Regions from separate parts of the Mus musculus genome. Here all the other regions are linked to region 2. A link is a contact called in public promoter capture Hi-C data. All regions are on one chromosome and are shown on one strand. Each heading gives the region's core, a stretch centred on a gene start, on an enhancer-like site or on the middle of the called end of the contact. The rest is flanking DNA. Distances are from core to core; before and after follow the strand shown.

Region 1 (3,699 bases), core at 633-3,132, 240 kb after region 2:
TTTGTTGGTCGGTTGGTTGGTAACAATCTTCAAAGTCCAGGAAGGTCCCTGACAGGAAGGAATGCTCTTTGGGAGCATCCTGTTCCCATCTCATTCCCCACAGCCATGTGATTCCTCCACAGCCAGGTGGCACTTTTTTTTTTTTTTTTTTTTTTTTTTTTGCAGGCCCAGAAAAAGCCTGCTGTTCTCTGTGGCTTCCTGTTGGAAACAACAGTCTTCATGAAAAACAATCTGTCAAGGATCAGAATTGCTGCCTGCAACTTGGCGGGTGAGACACGTGTCCAGGTTCAGGGGGGATCTTGAAGCCACATAGTTAATCCTGGGTTTGGATGGGGGAGTCAAAGCAGCTGAGGTGGGAGGAGGGCGAGCCCTAGTCTAGCTTGCAACACTAGGTCTGCCAGTCCTGTTTCATGCTCCCCTGATCTTGCACACTGCCAACTTCAGCCAGATAAGACACTTGACTGATGTCTTCACAGGTCAATGTGTGCCTGCCTCTCTTTCTGGGAGGCAGCCAGCCCTGTGGGCCTGGCGACCCCTCACTGGAGTTAAGGCATGACTGTACATCTATCATTTCAGGAATTATTATGAAGCAGCTGTCTGCCCATTATCTGAAAAAGATGGACCTTGTGGGACTTCGCAATTGTTAAGTAGCGTGGACTCAGTGGTAGAAATGGATGGCTCACTAGGGGCTTGGTGACCCTTGGCTGTGGGCTAATGGGGGAAGAAGGAGTAGCTGGGCCTAGAGAGAACAATTGAATGTAGGGAGAGGTTTCCAGGGAGAGCATTTGGTGGGCACCATTCTCACATGTTTCTGCTGTCCCTGTTAGTGGTGTCAGGCCACCTGACAGGTCTGTGGAGGGTGTGGAAAAATGAGTCGGCCTGCCTCAGTCTGCAGTGGGCTGAGTGCATGTGGTCCTGACTCAAAGACCTGTGCTTTTTGTCCCCTCTCAGCTCTCCAGGACCTGCAGCTAGACTCAGACGCTGGGGTCAGGAGGGCAGCCTTGGAGACCCTCAAAGTCCTGGACAGCTGCAATCAGCACTGGCTCTTAGCGTCACCCAGAGGACTGCCGTAAGTGGCCCTGATGCGAGTGAACTGCTTCATCGGTGTCACACCTGCCACAGCAAGGCAAATCACTTTTCATTTGTAGAAAAACTGTTGTAAAAGAATGGGTATCCAACTCTCCTCTCCCTCTGAAATATATCTCCACTGCTCTCCCGAGTGCAGGCTCCTGGCTGTGTGGCCATCACATCCCAGAGCCAACCACGGGGCAAAGGGCAGCTTCAGCCCTGTAGGCCTCTTCCTCCTCAGCTGAGCCTTTGTGGGGGTGGACAAGCATGCTCTCCCATGTGTCCTGATGTGTACTCACAGCGGGGCATGGTGACAGGCAAGGGGAGATCAAACTACTGCCCAGCCTGTCCCCAGGGACCTTGTTCCTAAAGCAAAAAGGCAGATGCATGCATAGACACTGTGAAGCGCTACACCTGGGAGACGGTACTCACACAAAGCCTACCCTTCCCCTTTCTCAGAGACCCGAGATTATCAGTGTTTGGGCCACTGGATCAGGAGTCTAGTGGGGCCCGCCCGGAACAGTTTGGTGGGGCAACCAAAAGGGTAATTAGTCCCATGGCTAGAAATCTGGAAGGGGAAGAAAAGAGAGCAAGGACAACTTTCTCATCCTTGGGTTGCTACTGAGGCCAGGGCAGGAAAAAATGCTCAAGGCAGCACCTCCACAGGAGAGATGCTCACCCTGTCTGAAGCAATTCACTTGCTGAGGCTTCTCACAGCGGTGATTTCTGCAACCTTTCCGCTCCAATAGAGTAAATAGAGAAGTGCTGGTACCGACGACTCTGGCTGTGCTTGTACACTAGCCCAGGATGTGTCACGTAACATATGCACACACATCTGTGCCCAGGGCTCCCCTTCCACCTGGGCAGAACACTTAGAGGCCAAAGGGTGACCAGCAGAACCGAGGGCAGGGGCCTGTCTCTGATGGGACTTTTCTTTTAAAAAGGAATAGAATTCAGAAAGTGTAAAAGGTCTAAGCTCTCTAACCATTGTAAAATGTAACTCTGCATAACACCAGAAAACTAACAAATCACAGAGGGGAGGTTATTTGTGATCTGTATAACATGAGATGGGGTGGTGTGGACTCAAGAGGAAACCCAATTCTAACAGAGGTGAATAGAACAGTGAGTGCCCTGAGAACCCCGGTGAAGTCAGGATAGTCAGGGCAGTATGCCCAACCTCAAATGAAAGCAGATTGGGGTGTGGGGCTGTCAGCGCTCAACAAGCAAGCACGAAGCTTGGGTTCATCCTTAGTGCCTCAAAAGCAGAGAAAAAAAATCACCACAGGTGAAGGAAGACACACCATGTTTGTCACTGCCAGCAGAGAGCACCAATGGGTGAGAAGCGTCTCTTACATCGCTCTACTGGGTAGCCATTTGTAAAGGCTATTCGGCAAGTTATACTGTATTCATTCTAAGAGTGTGGCAGTGTTGTGCACATACACATGTCCACAACCCATGTGGGCCCCTCCAGATAACACCAGTTTCCTATCACTATCACAAAATACTCGAGGCTGGACACTCCTAATCTATATAACGGTTTAACTTAGTTTTAGAAACCCAAGGCCAACTCTTGTGGTAGACGAGAGATCTGGTGAGGGCCTGGTGTCAGATATGAGGATATGTGGGGGCAGAGCAGGCACCACTTGCAAACAAACAAACCCACTCACTCACTACCACCACCAGCAAAAAACGCCCAAGCAGACAAACAGTAAACTAGAGAATTGGGTGAAGTCAGGCCTGGGCTTTTGTAACCACTCTGGGAAATCAACCTCAGCCCACAGGTGCACGCATCTACCAGTGCTACTACCTGGGGACACACCTCCAATATAAGAAGTGCTCCCTTGGGGCAAGCTCCTGTCAACTGTGAAGCAAACCTGCAGAGTAGCCAATATTCTTTGAGTTAAAAGCAGAGAAGTTATCAGTTAGCGGCTCCTTTAGCAGCGCTCAGATACTCGACTTCCACCCTTGCCCAGGCCAGCTCAGCCTCCTCCACTAGGGGATTCCGGACCCCTGTGTTCTCAGGAAGGGTCAGGCCCAAAGAAGGGTTGGTCTCGCTACAGAGGTCATGCCTACTCTGGAGGTTCATGCACTGCCAAAATAGGCATCCTGCAAGGTGCCAGGCTCTCAGATTTATTGCTATACCAACACGAGTTCTTCAAATTCAGATGAAGCCCTGAACCCAGTGCAGTGTTGTCTGGGCTCAACACTGTGTAGGCCAGGAAGGCTACATGGAGCCCTCACAATAAAAATGGTACCTTTTTTTTTTGAGACAGGCTCTTACTCTGTAGTGACCCTCTTGTTTTAGCTTCTCTAACGCTAGCATCCTGAGTGAGTCAGCGTACCCAGCCATGAACTTTGTTGTCACAGGATCTCGCTCCACCTCCCGGAGGTGTTTTGTCTATAGCCAGAAAGAAACCTCAACAGAACAGGCCAAACCTGCACCCTCATCTCAGCCTTCTCCCCTTACAGCAATTTATTAGCAGTTTGCTGTCAGCAGCTTGGCTGGTGGCCAGATGATGGTCAACTGTTACAGCTGACTCACAAGTACTGCAAATGGGGGTGGGGGATGGGGTGGGTGTGGAGGTGGGAACTCAGGAACCATTGTAAGGGAAGGACAGGAGAAAAGCCTGC
Region 2 (3,734 bases), core at 318-2,817:
AGAAGGAGGCCGTGTGGGCTATAACCAACTATACCAGCGGTGGGACTGTTGAGCAGATTGTATATCTCATTCATTGTGGGATAACAGAACCTTTGATGAACCTCCTGAGTGCAAAAGATACCAAGATTATTCAGGTTATTCTTGATGCCACATCAAATATCTTTCAGGCTGCAGAGAAACTATGTGTGACAGAAAAGCTCAGTATAATGATTGAAGAGTGTGGAGGATTGGATAAAATTGAAGCACTACAGAGCCATGAAAATGAGTCTGTATACAAGGCCTCATTGAACTTAATTAAGAAGTACTTCTCAGTGGAGGAAGATCAAAATGTGTTGCCAGAAACTACCTCTGAAGGCTTTGCCTTCCAAGTTCAGGATGGAGCTCCCGGGACCTTTAACTTCTAATGTCCAGCCAAGGCACAAAATAGCTATGTGCTGTGCTATTCTATGTTCTCATAGATTTGTCTTACTGTTTTCTCTACTAAGAACTCTTTTTAAATGTGGTTTGTTATTGTCGCACTTTTTACAAAAGAAACTATACTTGAACAGTTATAAACTGTACATACTCTATGAAGCTGTCCTCTGAATTTATTTCTATTTGGAATTTCATACCCTGTCATGTCCTGTAAATAAAGATTAAAGTTCCATTCTTTAAAAAAAAGACACTGCCTTACATAGTCATTATATCCTGCCTCACTCAATACCAGGACTAAGTCCATCAGTCTCTCCAGGAACTGTGATGAAAGATGCAAGTCCTAGGCTTCAGGCCCATTGGTTCCTAGAAGAGCACCTCTCTCCAACCCTCCCACACACCCTCGCCCCCACCCCCAGCCATGGTGCCTGGAGTAAAGTAATCTGACCCTCATCATTGGAGTCAACGAGTTTTTAGAGGTCAGGTGCTCTTCATCTTCTATCTTGTGTCCAGATGTCTGTCCAAAAGCCAGGCTTAGAAATAAAAGCCATCCTGTCTTAGAAACGTTGCTTAAAAGAACAAAAGCCTCCTAGTGAATATCTAAAACAGTGAGTGTTTCCTATTTTGACAGGGACAGTGGCTGGCTTATTAGATGACTGGAGTCCTACAGCAGGGCAGAGTCCCAAGGCTCAGTACCTGTCAGTCAAGACTCCTAAACTCTCAGATCCATGAACTCAAAGCAACTTAGAATTGATTTGAGACCTGAGAAGTCCTTTAAAACAAAATGTGTCCTTTAGGGAGTATCCTGCTTCTGTGTGACCTCTAGCACTCTCTACCTCTACTTGGTGACTCTCACTGTCTCTCCTGCTGAGCTTCAGTTCCTATGCTGTATAAATGACCGTGTGGTAGTTGAAGAGACCCCTTTAAGGCAGCCTCTTACTTTTTCGGAATTGTCAACACCTAAAATATTGTTTCATGACTCATTCCAAACTGTTTCTGAAATAGAAGTCATGATATTTCCTAAGCAAAGATCATAACCATTTTTTACCTGGAGAGCATATGAAAGATATTTCTGTCAGTGCAGTTAAGTATTGCTCTTTTGAGTAAATCATTAACACTGAATTTAACGTCACTTGCAAACATGCAAATACATGTGTACACTGCAGAAGGTCTTGTGTTTCTAACTATTAGAAAATCCTACAGTCATAGCAACTGGATTACTCTGGGCTCTGATTTTTAACATGACTCCTGCAACCTTTCCTGCCTCCTTTCCTCTATGTCTGCTCCTGGCCTCAGGCTTGGTCCAGGCAGGCAGGCTGCTGGTGGTGCCCATGGATGGGAGCCACTGGTTTGACATGCAGATGGTTGTGGAGAAACTCATTCAGAGAGGGCATGAGGTGGTGGTAGTAATCCCAGAGGTGAGTTGGCGGCTGGGGAAATCCCTGAATTGTACAATGAAGACATACTCAATTTCTCACACTCTGGAGGACCTGGAGAGAGAGTTCAAGTATTTTACTTACACTCAATGGAAAACTCCAGAACAAAGTATACGTTCTTTCATGACAGGCTCAGCCAGTGGTTTCTTTAAACTGATGTTTTCACACTGTAGGAGTTTGTTTAACGACAAGAAGTTAGTGGAGTAATTGAAGCAGACTTCTTTTGATGCAGTGTTTCTGAATCCTTTTGATATGTGTGGCTTAACTATTGCCAAATATCTGTCACTCCCATCAGTGATCTTTGCAAGACTTTCATTTTGCTACTATCTTGAAGAGGGTGCCCAGTGTCCGAGTCTTCCTTCTTATGTTCCTGGACTTTTCTCAAAATACACAGGCACCATGACTTTCAAGGAGAGAGTGTGGAACCATCTTATCTACATTCAAGACGATGTATTTTGCCCCTATCTTTACAAAACTGCTGTTGAAATTGCCTCTGAAGTTCTGCAGACCCCAGTGACTATGACAGACCTCTTTTGCCCAGTGTCTATTTGGTTGTTATGCACTGACTTTGTGTTGGAGTTCCCCAGACCTGTGATGCCCAACATGGTCTTTGTTGGTGGGATGAACTGTCTCCAGGGGAAGCCACTTTCCAAGGTATGTTATATATGCTTTAGCACATGAGGAGAACTCTAGCTTTGGACAATATATAAAGAAATTCTTTACTGATTTGTGATTTACTGTTTGTATTCTTGTATATGCAATTTCTTTTGGGTTAGAGAATTGTTCTTTGCCAATTTCTAATTAGGAGAATAATTTCCATATAGGTGACTTATTGATATGGATGTGTACAGCTGTGAGATATTTATACATAAATTCCAAGGTACAATCAAATTTTGAATTTACTTTTATGATTCACATTGTGTGTGTAGGTCATGATTAGTAAGGGGAGAGGAAAGAAAACTTTCCTGAGTAGGAGCAAGGACAGTAATGATAGACATGCCACTTCAACACAGAAGCAGGACTATTCAGGGGCAGGAAGAGAACATGTGGAGGTAATGCTGGGCAGCTGGGGAGTGGAGAGAGCCAGAGGAAAGCACTGAACCTCTGAAAATGCCATAATGCCACCGGATCATTTGTATTCTAACCTAGAAGAGGAATTTAGAGAGATAACAACAACAACAAAAACAACAACAAGAACAAAACCCCTTCAAGCTGCATTTTAATGTTTTTGTAAACATTGACAAAACACTTCAAGCCTTGGAGCAGCATTCAGTATGTGTAGGTTATCCTCTATAGGAGTACTCATACAGATTGCCCAAACTTCAAAAGTTATTGATATGATACCTAGGATGTAATGTCTGTCAGTTTCTTGTTTTTAAGAACACACCAGATAAAACAGAAATTTACATTTCAGTGCTGGACAATTCAACAGAAAAATCAATGTGGCCCAAGACAAGGCACAAGAATCATACTATTCTCATATACCAGACTGTGGGAACCACTTGCTGACACATTCAGAGTTCCATAACAGTACTATACTGAAAACTAAAGTACATCTATCTGCAGCTGACCTGGTGCAACCCCATGTTGGCCCTGTGTGCACTGTGTCAGTATCTGTGAGTTCTTTTGAGCTTTGCTGAGTTGTTTTACAGGGCTTTGTTTTTCTGGTGCCCTGTGTCAATTCCTTCTCCCCAATTCTTCCTGCTTCCTCCTCCTTGGAGTTCCCTGAGCTCTGACGGAAGGGATTTGATGGAGATATCTCCTTTAGAGCTGTGTATTCCAGGGTCTGTCTCCCTGAAATGTCTTGCTGTGGGTCTCTGTGTTTGTTTCCATCTGCTGCAAGAGGAAGCAGCTATGCTGATGGCTGAATAAGACCCTGACTATGAC
Region 3 (3,664 bases), core at 833-3,332, 250 kb before region 2:
ACGGCTGCAGAAGGAGCTTGCAGAAGCAGCAAAGGAACCTCTACCTGTTGAACAGTGAGTATAGAGAAATTACTCAGGTCTATGTTCTTAATGATTTTTTTATGGTTTTATTTCTTTAAAAGCTAAAAAGATATTTTATTTTACTATGGGGAGGTTTTAGGGATTGGAACTACAGCCACAGCTCAAAGTTAAAATATTAAAGGCAGAAAAGAAAAATATATTATCACCACTGAACAGGCAGTCAGCACATGGCCATTTCAGTTAATTTCACTCTGGTGGCTTCTTGCTGCACTTAGAAATAATGTACTGAACATGGTCTTTGACAGTATTTAAAATCAGTTACTTGGGATAAAATTTTAAAGTAATATGTGTTGGCTTAGGACTTTTGGATATTTCCCCAAATTACTTTCTAAGAAATTTTCCTTGTTGACAGCAGTCAGCTGTTCATGACTAACTTCCTGCACACAGAGCCGCCTTACGGTTTCTGTGGACACTCGGATCATTGGCCTTTCTCTTATCAGATGATTACATGATCATGTAATCTGTGCTGTGCTATCAGTCTCTTACTCTCTTGGTCTGTCACCTTAGTGGAAGTTTGTCCAGTTTTTTTAAGCATAAGTGAGGTCAGTGATCTCTGCAAAAAGAAATGAAATTGAATCAGCTCTCCCTAGTCCACCTGCTAATGAAGATGGAGAGCCTGGCACTGGAAGGTCTGTTAAGTGGTGGGTGTTTCAGTAATCGTCCTCTCTGCTCTGATTCAGGATGGGTTTTCTGCTGGAATATCTTAGCTTCAGACCTACTGTTACGTAAACGTGTATTGGCTCCTGGGCTGAGAGGTCTCAGCAGTTTAAAATGCTTGTTCTTGCTGAGTGCCCACATGGTGGCTCACAGCCATCTCTCTATCTCCAGCTATAAGACCCAGTGCCCTCTTCTGACCTCCTACATACATACATGCAGGCTAAACATACATAAGTAAACTTACATTTTTAAAAAATAGAATTTTTATTGCTTTCTTTTAAGTGAAGAGGAGTGGTTTAAACCCGAGCTGTCCACCCATACACCCCCTCCTTGAAGAAATGAAAGTTGTTCTGCTAAACCTTTGCTCTAGAAGGAGAGAACATGAATGTGTGTGTCTCCTGACCTCAATGGAGAAAACTGGTCTTGGTGTATTTTTTCATACCCACAAAGTAAATAAATGGGTTGCTCTTGCGCGTGCTCGATTGGCCAGGAAGAACAACGCTGCAACAGGATCCTTCTGCACACATTTATTGGGAGAGCTTGATTGTAGAGGCGAAAAGACCCCGAGCCCAGAACTGGTGCTGCTTTTATAGGCCTAGGAGAGGCGTGTCTTACACCCGGATTGGTTATGTACTACGCCTCATTTGCATGTTCCTCATCTGATTGGCTACTCTCTCTCAGTACCTCACAGAACCTCATTATCATACCTCATTTGCATGTCTCACATCTGATTGGTTACTCTCTCAGTAGCTTACAGAACCTCATTATCATACCTCATTTGCATGTCTCACATCTGATTGGTTATACTCTCAGTACCTTACAGAACCTCATTATCATGCCCGGGCCAGGCAGTGTCTTTGCAAAAAACTTTACTGCATATGTACACATTGGTTGTTTGTCCAAACTTATGCGTGGTGGCCAGCAGTAGTCAGTGCCACTCTGCAACGGCACATGTGGCTTCCCACAGGTTGCCTAAAAATGAGATTTGGTTACTTTAAAAAGAAAAACAAGAAAAAAAGGTAGTGTCATGTCTTGCCTCTTGTTTGCCAATGTAACCAGGTGACTAGATGAAAAGGATCCAGCATCCTGCCCAGGACTCCACATAGAGAGCTTGTGCTGAAATGCAAATCTGGGAGGGCCTGCTAAAGAGGCTTCCCTAGTCTGTGTGCTCCTCAGGGCTGTGCCAGTGTGGGTTGGAAACATGCACGTTTTGGGCTAGAGGTGATGACTTGGCAGGTCCTGGTATTTTCTGGGGTGTTGAAACCCCATCAGAGCATGACTGTAGACTCAGCTCCTCTTGCCGTCTTTCTCCTTTGACTCTCAAACTCTAGGTCTAGGAAAGCCAGCCAAGTAGGAAACCAGGCACAGCCATGTTCTTTATTCTCTTCTCTACCCCAGCCAAGAGTGTGAGGCAGTTCTGTGTAATCCTAGAGTAAATAAGGGAAAAATCAATTTACTTGGCCTTGGTGTAACAGGTTCTTAAGTATATATGCTCATTATCCAGACAGTCACTGAAAGGAAAAACAAATCTAGCCTTCACATTCCTAAGCCTCCAAACAGGAAGTGGTGGTGATCTCTTAATTTATTAAGCTATTTTGCTCATGAAGATTGCAACACAAGTGATCATTAATATCAAAATAATTGCTTGCCTCCCATACCATCAGGAAAGAATTGACCTACAAGAATATGTAGGGAGAGGAATTCCAGAGGTGCCTGGCATCCGCTGGGATAAAGGAGCATGGGTATCACAGGAAGTGTGCAGACTCTAGCCATCAGAAGCACACACGTTTAGGTTTTGCTTTGGGAAATTCTTTATTCTCATTTGGCACTGTTGGTTTTGAGTAGGTACAACCGTTAGTTTCTCACATCGTGGAGTTCCCTTTTCTTCTTCACCATCACTTTGCAACCAAGTCTCCAGAGAGAATCCATCAATAGAATGTGGTACTGGCCTTTGCACACCTCCTGTTTGGCACAATGACAGATGCTCTTTCATTTCTTTCCAGGGATGATGACATTGAAGTCATTGTGGATGAGACCTCAGACCACACAGAAGAGACCTCTCCCGTCCGAGCTGTCAGCAGAGCAGCTACGTGAGTGGACTGGCTGGGTGGGCGAAAGGCAAGCGCCAGCATCACTGTGACTGCTCATTTGTGGACATGAGAACCTAGTCATATGTACCCAGAGCCCCCACGCCCTGTCCACCCCACAGAGAGGAGAGTGGAAGGGAGACAGGGTACCAGTGGCCTAACATTTCTAACACAAACAGGTACAATGGCCTTCTGAGAGATGAGTGAACCGTTAAACTTTATTATACATAGTGATGAGAGCCTAGGACACAAGGACAGATACTTAGGGTCTTGTTAAAGTAGAGCTGAAAGAATGCATTGGATTTACCATGAGTACCCAGAAGTGTTTAGGTATGTTAGACAGATTCCTTGTCATTTGCAGGAAGATCAGGTTAATCCTGAGAGCCTTTTGTTTCTTTAAGACAGTAGGCTGGGTTTTCCTTCTCCCTCCTTACTATTTCCTGGTGGTTCAAATGCTGTGTTGAGTTTGTCTTGGCTGGGATTTGGGAATGGAAAGTGTATTCCCAGGTACTTATTTTTAGGGGCTGTTTTGATTTGGGGCAAAATGTTTCTAAGGTTTAAACCTATCCTCCCCTCCTCTTTAGTAAGCGACTCTCGCAGCCTGCTGGAGGCCTTCTGGATTCTATCACTAATATCTTTGGGTAGGTTAGAAGACCTTCACCTTTCCTTTTGAAAATGTGTAAATATTCCTAAGCATATGTATGTGATGTATTATTTTTAATGTACACCAGAATTTCAGTGGTTCCAAGAACAAGGATGCCTTAATTCAGCTTGTCGTTTAGCTTCTTCCTCTTTCTGCAACTTCCTTTCTTTTTATCTTGCTGCGAGCTGATCTATGG

The links. Capture Hi-C pulls out chosen DNA fragments and counts their contacts.
Region 1: a contact with region 2 is called in a promoter capture Hi-C map of liver. The contact joins two enhancer-like sites. A contact is called at or near these places in 1 of 115 datasets of contacts at active chromatin or transcription factors (cardiomyocytes) and 1 of 9 other capture datasets (liver).
Region 3: a contact with region 2 is called in a promoter capture Hi-C map of liver. The contact joins two enhancer-like sites. A contact is called at or near these places in 3 of 9 other capture datasets (adipose tissue, liver and macrophages).

The regions. Positions count from the first base shown.
Region 1 is chr1:88,258,954-88,262,652 of GRCm38.p6, forward strand. Mroh2a (maestro heat-like repeat family member 2A) reads left to right here. Exons shown (of 42, transcript NM_001281466.1): 40 at 166-268; 41 at 577-642; 42 at 952-3,336. The coding sequence ends at 1,073. Hjurp (Holliday junction recognition protein) reads right to left here. Exons shown (of 8, transcript NM_198652.2): 8 at 1-3,699. Among named protein-coding and RNA genes, the nearest start is that of Hjurp, 17 kb to the right of the region's middle. Within about 2 kb of position 1,883, at least 90 of the 459 cell types and tissues checked have an H3K27ac peak or open chromatin away from gene starts, as enhancers often do. A contact at or near this core is called in liver, where this site is marked.
Region 2 is chr1:88,023,559-88,027,292 of GRCm38.p6, forward strand. It overlaps the pseudogene Gm5832 and the pseudogene Gm15375. Among named protein-coding and RNA genes, the nearest start is that of Usp40, 17 kb to the left of the region's middle. Within about 2 kb of position 1,568, at least 3 of the 459 cell types and tissues checked have an H3K27ac peak or open chromatin away from gene starts, as enhancers often do. A contact at or near this core is called in liver, where this site is marked.
Region 3 is chr1:87,771,404-87,775,067 of GRCm38.p6, forward strand. It overlaps Atg16l1 (autophagy related 16-like 1 (S. cerevisiae)), which reads left to right. Exons shown (of 18, transcript NM_029846.4): 6 at 1-54; 7 at 2,742-2,828; 8 at 3,410-3,466. Among named protein-coding and RNA genes, the nearest start is that of Atg16l1, 17 kb to the left of the region's middle. Within about 2 kb of position 2,083, at least 19 of the 459 cell types and tissues checked have an H3K27ac peak or open chromatin away from gene starts, as enhancers often do. A contact at or near this core is called in liver, where this site is marked.